Regions from separate parts of the Sus scrofa genome. Here region 2 is linked to region 1. Evidence: chromatin contacts called from public Hi-C data. All regions are on one chromosome and are shown on one strand. The core of a region is the stretch at or near the end of the contact, and the rest is flanking DNA. Distances in the headings are between cores, read along the strand shown. Region 1 has its middle 67 kb from the start of ABHD5. Region 2 has its middle 9.6 kb from the start of TOPAZ1.

What was found. A called contact is a pair of places that touch in the nucleus more often than the background predicts.
Region 2: a contact with region 1 is called in a Hi-C map of liver, with 20 times the contacts expected there. The contact joins two enhancer-like sites. A contact is called at or near these places in 3 of 47 Hi-C or Micro-C datasets (liver and skeletal muscle).

The regions. Positions count from the first base shown.
Region 1 is chr13:27,071,902-27,075,179 of Sscrofa11.1, forward strand. No RefSeq gene overlaps it. Among named protein-coding and RNA genes, the nearest start is that of ABHD5, 67 kb to the left of the region's middle. Within about 2 kb of position 1,695, at least 6 of the 83 cell types and tissues checked have an H3K27ac peak or open chromatin away from gene starts, as enhancers often do. A contact at or near this core is called in liver, where this site is marked.
Region 2 is chr13:27,563,437-27,566,714 of Sscrofa11.1, forward strand. No RefSeq gene overlaps it. Among named protein-coding and RNA genes, the nearest start is that of TOPAZ1, 9.6 kb to the right of the region's middle. Within about 2 kb of position 1,640, at least 4 of the 83 cell types and tissues checked have an H3K27ac peak or open chromatin away from gene starts, as enhancers often do. A contact at or near this core is called in liver, where this site is marked.

The DNA of each region.
Region 1 (3,278 bases), core at 445-2,944:
TCAGGAAAAGTAGCCCTTGAATGGCAAAGCAGAAAAGTGGCTAAGAATTGTCTTGCTGTTTGTTGTTGGTGGTGGTGGTTTGTGTGTTTTGTTATTTGGGTTTTTGTTTTTTGTTTGTTTTTGTTGTTGTTGTTTGCTTTTTAGGGCCGCACATGCGACATATTGAGGTTCCCAGAATAGGGGTCAAATTGGAGCTGCATCCACAGCAACACAGGATCCAAGCCACGTCTGCAACCTACACAACTCATAGCAATGCCAGATCCTTAACCCACTGAGTGAGGCCAGAGATCAAACCCAGCTCCTCATGAGTACTAGTCAGGTTCATTACCACTGAGCCACAATGGGAACTCCTGTCATGTTTTGTTTTTAATTGATGTTGGTGAAAATCCAAAGGGGCCATGCCAGGCTACTCTCAAAGTCAGTGGGTACAAGGGATCATTTGCCTATATTTGCATGTTTAAAATTCCATCAGCAAAGTCATAGTATATAGAGAAAGAGAAAGGAAAGGGAATGAAAGCTTCAAATTGAAGGATAAGAAAATATGCTAAAATACAAAATGAATATGGTGATTAAGTGCGCAAAGTTAAAATAACTTCAGCCCATATCCATAACTAGACACACAAACGTGAAGTACATTATAGGTTCAAATGAAAATCTATGGTAATGAAAAGAGGATTAGAACTAGAAAATCATCCAGGCAGAGCATTTTTTAAACAAATCAAGGTTATAGGACTCTTCAGTGTTTGTGGACTCCTCCAGGGAAACGCAGAAACCTGGAGATCTTCGGGGGGGAGATTTTAACGACAGATGCAACTTCTTTAATGGTCGAATAGTCCTCTAACCATTAGAGAAATTGAATTCAGAATTTAAAAACTCCTGAAAAAATAAATCTCTTCTGGTTTCCACTCTGACATGTACAGAACTTGAAAGTCATTACTCTCATCCTTAAGATTTAAAAAAAAAAAGGGAAAGTCAATGACTTTCCCTGGACCCATCACAGAACAAAGGTCACAGGACAAAAAGCTGTTTGGAAACCTGGAGAGAGAAGCAAATCCAAAGGATCCCAGCCAAGATCTGCCTACCTGGGCAGAAGCACATGGTAAACTGGGGCAAATGGTCTTCAAAGACAGATTAGACAAAGGGATATTGCCCCGAGTAGAAAAAGTGCCTACACTTGTGATGGGGAGACAATGCTGACCCCAGAGATAGCACTGGAAAGACTATGGATAGGCAAAAATGGACAGAAGAATGCTCAAAACAGGAGTTCCCATCGTGGCTCAGCGGTAACGAACCTGACTAGCATCTATGAGGATACAGGTTCGATCCCTGGCCTCGCTCAGTAGGTTAAGGATCCTGCGTTGCTGTGAGCTGTGGTATAGGTCGCAGACTCAGCTGGGATCCAGAGTTGCTGTGGCTGTGGTGTAGGCTGGCAGTTGTAGCTCTGATTCAACCCCTAGTCTGGGAAGCTTCGTATGCTCCATAGGGTGTAGCCCTAAAAAGACAAAAAAAAAAAAAAAAGAATGCTCAACACAGTTGGGATAAAATATTCAAGTTCACTACTGATAATAGAAAAGCAAATTAACCCCCTGAGATGGGTTTCGTAATTTCTTGCCAAGCTGGCTGGAGCAAAGACTCTCTCTGGTGGCCACGTCACACTGTTATATCCTTTCTGGAAGGCAGTTTGTCAGCTGATGTCAAGAACCTTAAACATTAGTGTGCCCTTTCACCTGGTAACTCCAGTTCCAGGAAATTGCCCTAGTTGGGGCCAAAGTTCACACACAAACATGTTTGCCTTACACTATGACACGGGGATGCCAGAATATGCAAACTGCTGGCAAGGAGCGAGTGTGTAAACAGCTCATGGTCTCTATTGCAATGGATGAGGAGCAGCCATTAAAATTACACTTAGCAGTTCCCATCGTGGCTCAACAGAAATGAATCTGACTAGTATCCATGAGGATGTGGGTTCAATCCCTGGCCTTGCTCAGTGGGTTAAGGATCCAGCAGTTCGCAGGCATGGTTCAGATATGGTTTTGCTGTGGCTGTGGTGTAGGCTGGTGACTACATCTCCAATTCAACCCCTAGTATGGGAACTTCCATATGCCATGGATGCAGCCCTAAAAAGACAACAACAAAAACAAAAAACTACACTTAGAGGGAGTTCCCTGACAACCTAGGGGTTAAGGACCTGGAGTTGTCACTGCTGTGGCACAGGGTTGATCCCTGACCTGGGAACTTCTGACTGCCATCGGTGTGGCCAGAACAAATAATAATAGTAATAATTACACTTAGAGTTCTCGATGATATGAAAAATACTCATGGTGCAGTTTTTTTTGTTGGTTTTTTTGTTTTTTTTGGCCACACCCATGGCAAATGGAAGTTCCTGGGCCAGGGATTGAACCTGCAACTCCACAGCGACCTAAGCCACCACAGTTGAATTTTTAATCTGTGGCACCACAGCAGAAACTCCTATGGTGCAGTCTTGGAACAAAGAATGAAAAGTTGTATAATCACCTATTTTCACTTCACTTAAAAAAAAAAGCAGTTGAAAGGAAACACAAAATTTTAAGAGTTTATCTGGGTGTAGCCAGCAGGGAGATTGGGTAATACAGATAAATATTCTTAAAACTAGAATTTCAATAAGAAACAAGTAATTTTATGTTGACTTCTACAAATCTTTTTTTGTGGAGCTTAAAAACCTTTTTTGGACTATAAGAGTAAATCAACTCAATGAAAGTTAATTAACTTGAACAATGTGCTGAAATAATTAAATTGATAAGAAAACTCATTGAATTTTTAAAAAGCCCTAAGACTACTTACTGTGATTTTATAAATTGTACAGAGAAAATTATTTTAGTGATGGGAGGCAAGGGAGAAAGGGGTGGACAATTAGCTTGTGTCAAAACAAATGTGTGTGTGTGTGTGTATGTGTGTGGTGTGTGATGGAAGGATTCCTTCATGAATTCACATCAGAGAGCTGTTCTTTTCCATTTTTCTGTCCCTTTAAAATATTTTAAACACAGGAAGAATAGCAGAATTGTAGCACTGAGAAATAAAATATTGCCTGCCATATGAGTAAGCAAAGATGTCACAGTCATCAGCCATTGCAGCCACCTCCAAGGAGGAGCCCTGAGGGAACCCAGGGAGGAAACAAAGAATACCCACCATCCAGCAGCCACCAGACTGCAGCCACTCCCAAGGTGAGCCCAGAGGAAACTCAGGAGGTGAAAACACAGGATACTGGCCCCCGATAGCTGAGGTGCACATCAAAGGAGGGA
Region 2 (3,278 bases), core at 390-2,889, 490 kb after region 1:
GGAATAACATTCTCCTGAGACTAGATGCTGACTTGGGCAGGATGAGAATTTTCTGTTCACTCACAGACAGTCCTCTGTTGCTCTTAGCCATAGTCTAAGTCACAGAAATTAAATTGTCCAGTCTCATGTGATGGTCTCAGTCTTGACAACCTCGGTTGTCAGTTGGCTTGGCATGAAGTTGTCTCCCCTCTCAGCTCATTCCTGCTCCCATGAGGAAGCCTCCAGTGGGAGAAGACGTTCCCTGTTCTCCTTGCCCCACTTTTTCAGCTCACTGCTTTTCCTGCCACCCTTTGCTTTTCCTCTCTTACTAGTTGTCTTAGAGAGATGCAGTGATCAAAGCCACCTCTCATGGGCTCTTTAGAGCCACCTCTTGTCCCTCAACCTGAGTGGGTACATGTATATGCCAGGTGGTCCTTGAAACTCTTAGCCCCTGGGCACTCAGCCTCCTCCTCATAAGGACACCCCATCCTACCAGCTGGCCCTACCAGACTGGACAAGACTCCTCAGGTCAGCGCTCTCCTGTATGGTCCACATTGGGTGCATGGTGGCCGCTGTCCAGTCCCCTGCCCTGACTAGTTCTGGGAGTACAGACCCATCCCAACCTGATCAGCCTGCTGGCTCCACTATCACGGCAGAGAGTCAGCTCTTTCCCACTCTGCATTTTCTGGGGTAGAAGGGTATCAGGCCCCATTCGTGGTTCACTTTAGTTTTGTGAGGCAGGGGTCAGGTCCCAGTTCGCATCTCTCAACTGGATGGAGTCCAAATCAAACTCTTCTACTGGTTTCCTGGAAGCCACCCTTGCCAGGCATCGGTCAGAAAACACCTTCTCACAAGAGGACAGGATTCAGCAGAGTGGCCACTCTCTCCCATGAATATCCACAGAGCTCCCATAAATGTTAACTATAATTTCAACAGATCAACCAGTGGCCAGGCATCATAATGGGTGCTGGGATAAGAGATCAGAAAGACACTCTTGGAGTTCCTGTTGTGGCTCAGCGGGTTAAAAACCTGACTAGTATCCGTGAGGATGTGGGTTTGATCCCTGGCCTCATTCAGTGGACTAAGGATCCAGCATTGCCGAGGCTGTGGTGTAGGCCAGCAGCTGCAGCTCCGATTCGACCCCCAGTCTGGGAACTTCCAAGTGCCGCAGGTGTGGCCCTAAAAAGGAAAAAAAGAAGGAAAAGAGAAAGAAGGAGAGGAAGATGACATTTCTTGGCTTTCAAAGGGGAATTGTTCTTCCTCAGGGTCTCTTGAATCTGCTGCTTGCTTATCTAGGGTTTCTCTCTAACACGAGGGCTGTGGAGAGGGCTCTCTGGTTGGACGTCTCCTTCCTGAAACACAGCCCTTCCAGATCAGCCTTTCTGAGCCTCAACTCTGACAGCCGCACCATTCCACCCAGCCCTCAAAAAGGAGAATTTCAGGTCCCATGCATCCAGCTGACATGTACTAGGGACTTGCTCTGGGTGGGGCACTATTGCAGCAGGGGGGATACAGCGGGGCAGAAAAAGGCCCTGCTCCAGCTGGGGGCTGGGGAAGACATGATGAGCGTGTCACAGGGCACGTGTTGAAAGAGCCAGGAGGAGAATGGCAAGTGACAGGAAAGCACGTGGGGGAATCTCCCCTCTTTAAGTGGTGCCAGTGTTGATGTTTACCCAGGTTTGTCCTGTGATCCTGTGGGACAGGGAAGGTTAAGGAACACCCCCACCCTTTGTCTTCCAGAAAACTGCTTACTACAAAGAACCACCTTCTCCCTTTTAGCAGATAAGACTTACAGGTGCCTCTTATTTACCCATGACAAGCCCAGACCCTCAAAACTCCCTTTCTTTGCCTCATAAATGATTAGTCAAAGTGTGTGTCCCCACTAATCAGTTGGAACAAAATGCTTGTTTACCAAACATTGGTTAAGCTTCTCTGTCCCTCCAGTTTCCTGAACTTTGGCCCACCCTCACGCTGAGCCAGCACCCAACCCGCACCAAGAACAGTCTGGCCTTAGGGGCAGACATTCTCTGATCTTCTATCTGATCACGCCACCCTGTCGTCCCACTCCCCCACACCTGCTTCCTGCTAGTGTGATTTAATCCTCTCTGTAAATAAAAACTCTTTGAATCAATCCATTGACACCAGCCAGATCCATGACGTGTTTATGTGTAATATGTGAAACACTGTACTTTCCTAGTGTGTGAACTATGATAATATCGTATTGTTCACAAGGTTTAAAGTGAGATGTCCTCCAAAGACGGTTCTCAGTTTTAAAATTTAAATTCTATCCATGAGGATGATATAAAGATGATGGATTCTGGTGGGAAGAAACATTCCAGGCAGGGAAAGAGCAACACAGAAGTCCCAAGACGAGAACACACTTAGCATGTTCCAGTGTCAACAAGAAGGTCAGTGGGTTAGGGCATCACAAGGAGGAAGAAAGGGGTCAAATATTAGGGCAAAGGGATGCCAGGGGTATGATTATGCAAAGCCCATGGAATATCAGAAAGACTTTCAATTTTATTTTAAATGGGATAGGTACCCACTAGAGGGTTTGGACGCAGAAACAAGTTGCATTTTAATGAATCAACTTGACTGCTATGTGAAGAATAGTGTAGTAAATTTGGAAATAGGGAAATAAGTTAGGAGGCTGTTTACAGTGGTCTGAAAAGAAAGGATGGTGGCCTAACTAGGGGACAGAAGTGGTGGAGATGATGAGAAATGGTGAAATTTTGAATATTTCCAAGGAAAGCAGACAGTTTGCTAATGAATTGAATGCAGTTAGAGGAGTGGGCCTGTTGAGAGAGAGGATTCCAGAATGAGTCTACTTTTGACCTAAGTAACAGGAATTATGGAGTTGCCCTTTACTGAGCTGAGGAACATATGGGAGGAGTGGGGGAATCCAGAGTAATATTTTGGGCATGTGAATGTAAAATGTCAGTTAGATATTGTCTTAGCTCAGACAGAGCTCAAAGCAAAGACCCAGGAATAAGAAGTTTGGTTTTTGGGTTTTTTGTTTGTTTGTTTTTTTTTTTTTTTTTTTTTAATCTGCAGCATACAGTATTATGATGTGGGATCCCAGTTCACAGATCATATTGAACCTGGGCCACAGCAGTGAAATGGCCAAATCCTAACCATTAGACCACCAGGCAGCTCCCAGAAATACATTTTTTTTTAGGAGGTACAGGACCAGTGGTAAAAAGAGGGAGAGAGACCAGGACAGAGGAGAGGCCAATAAAAAGATGTGCTATCAAGGTTGCTGCCTGTGCAATGAGGGCTCACATCTTCAGAAATATCTG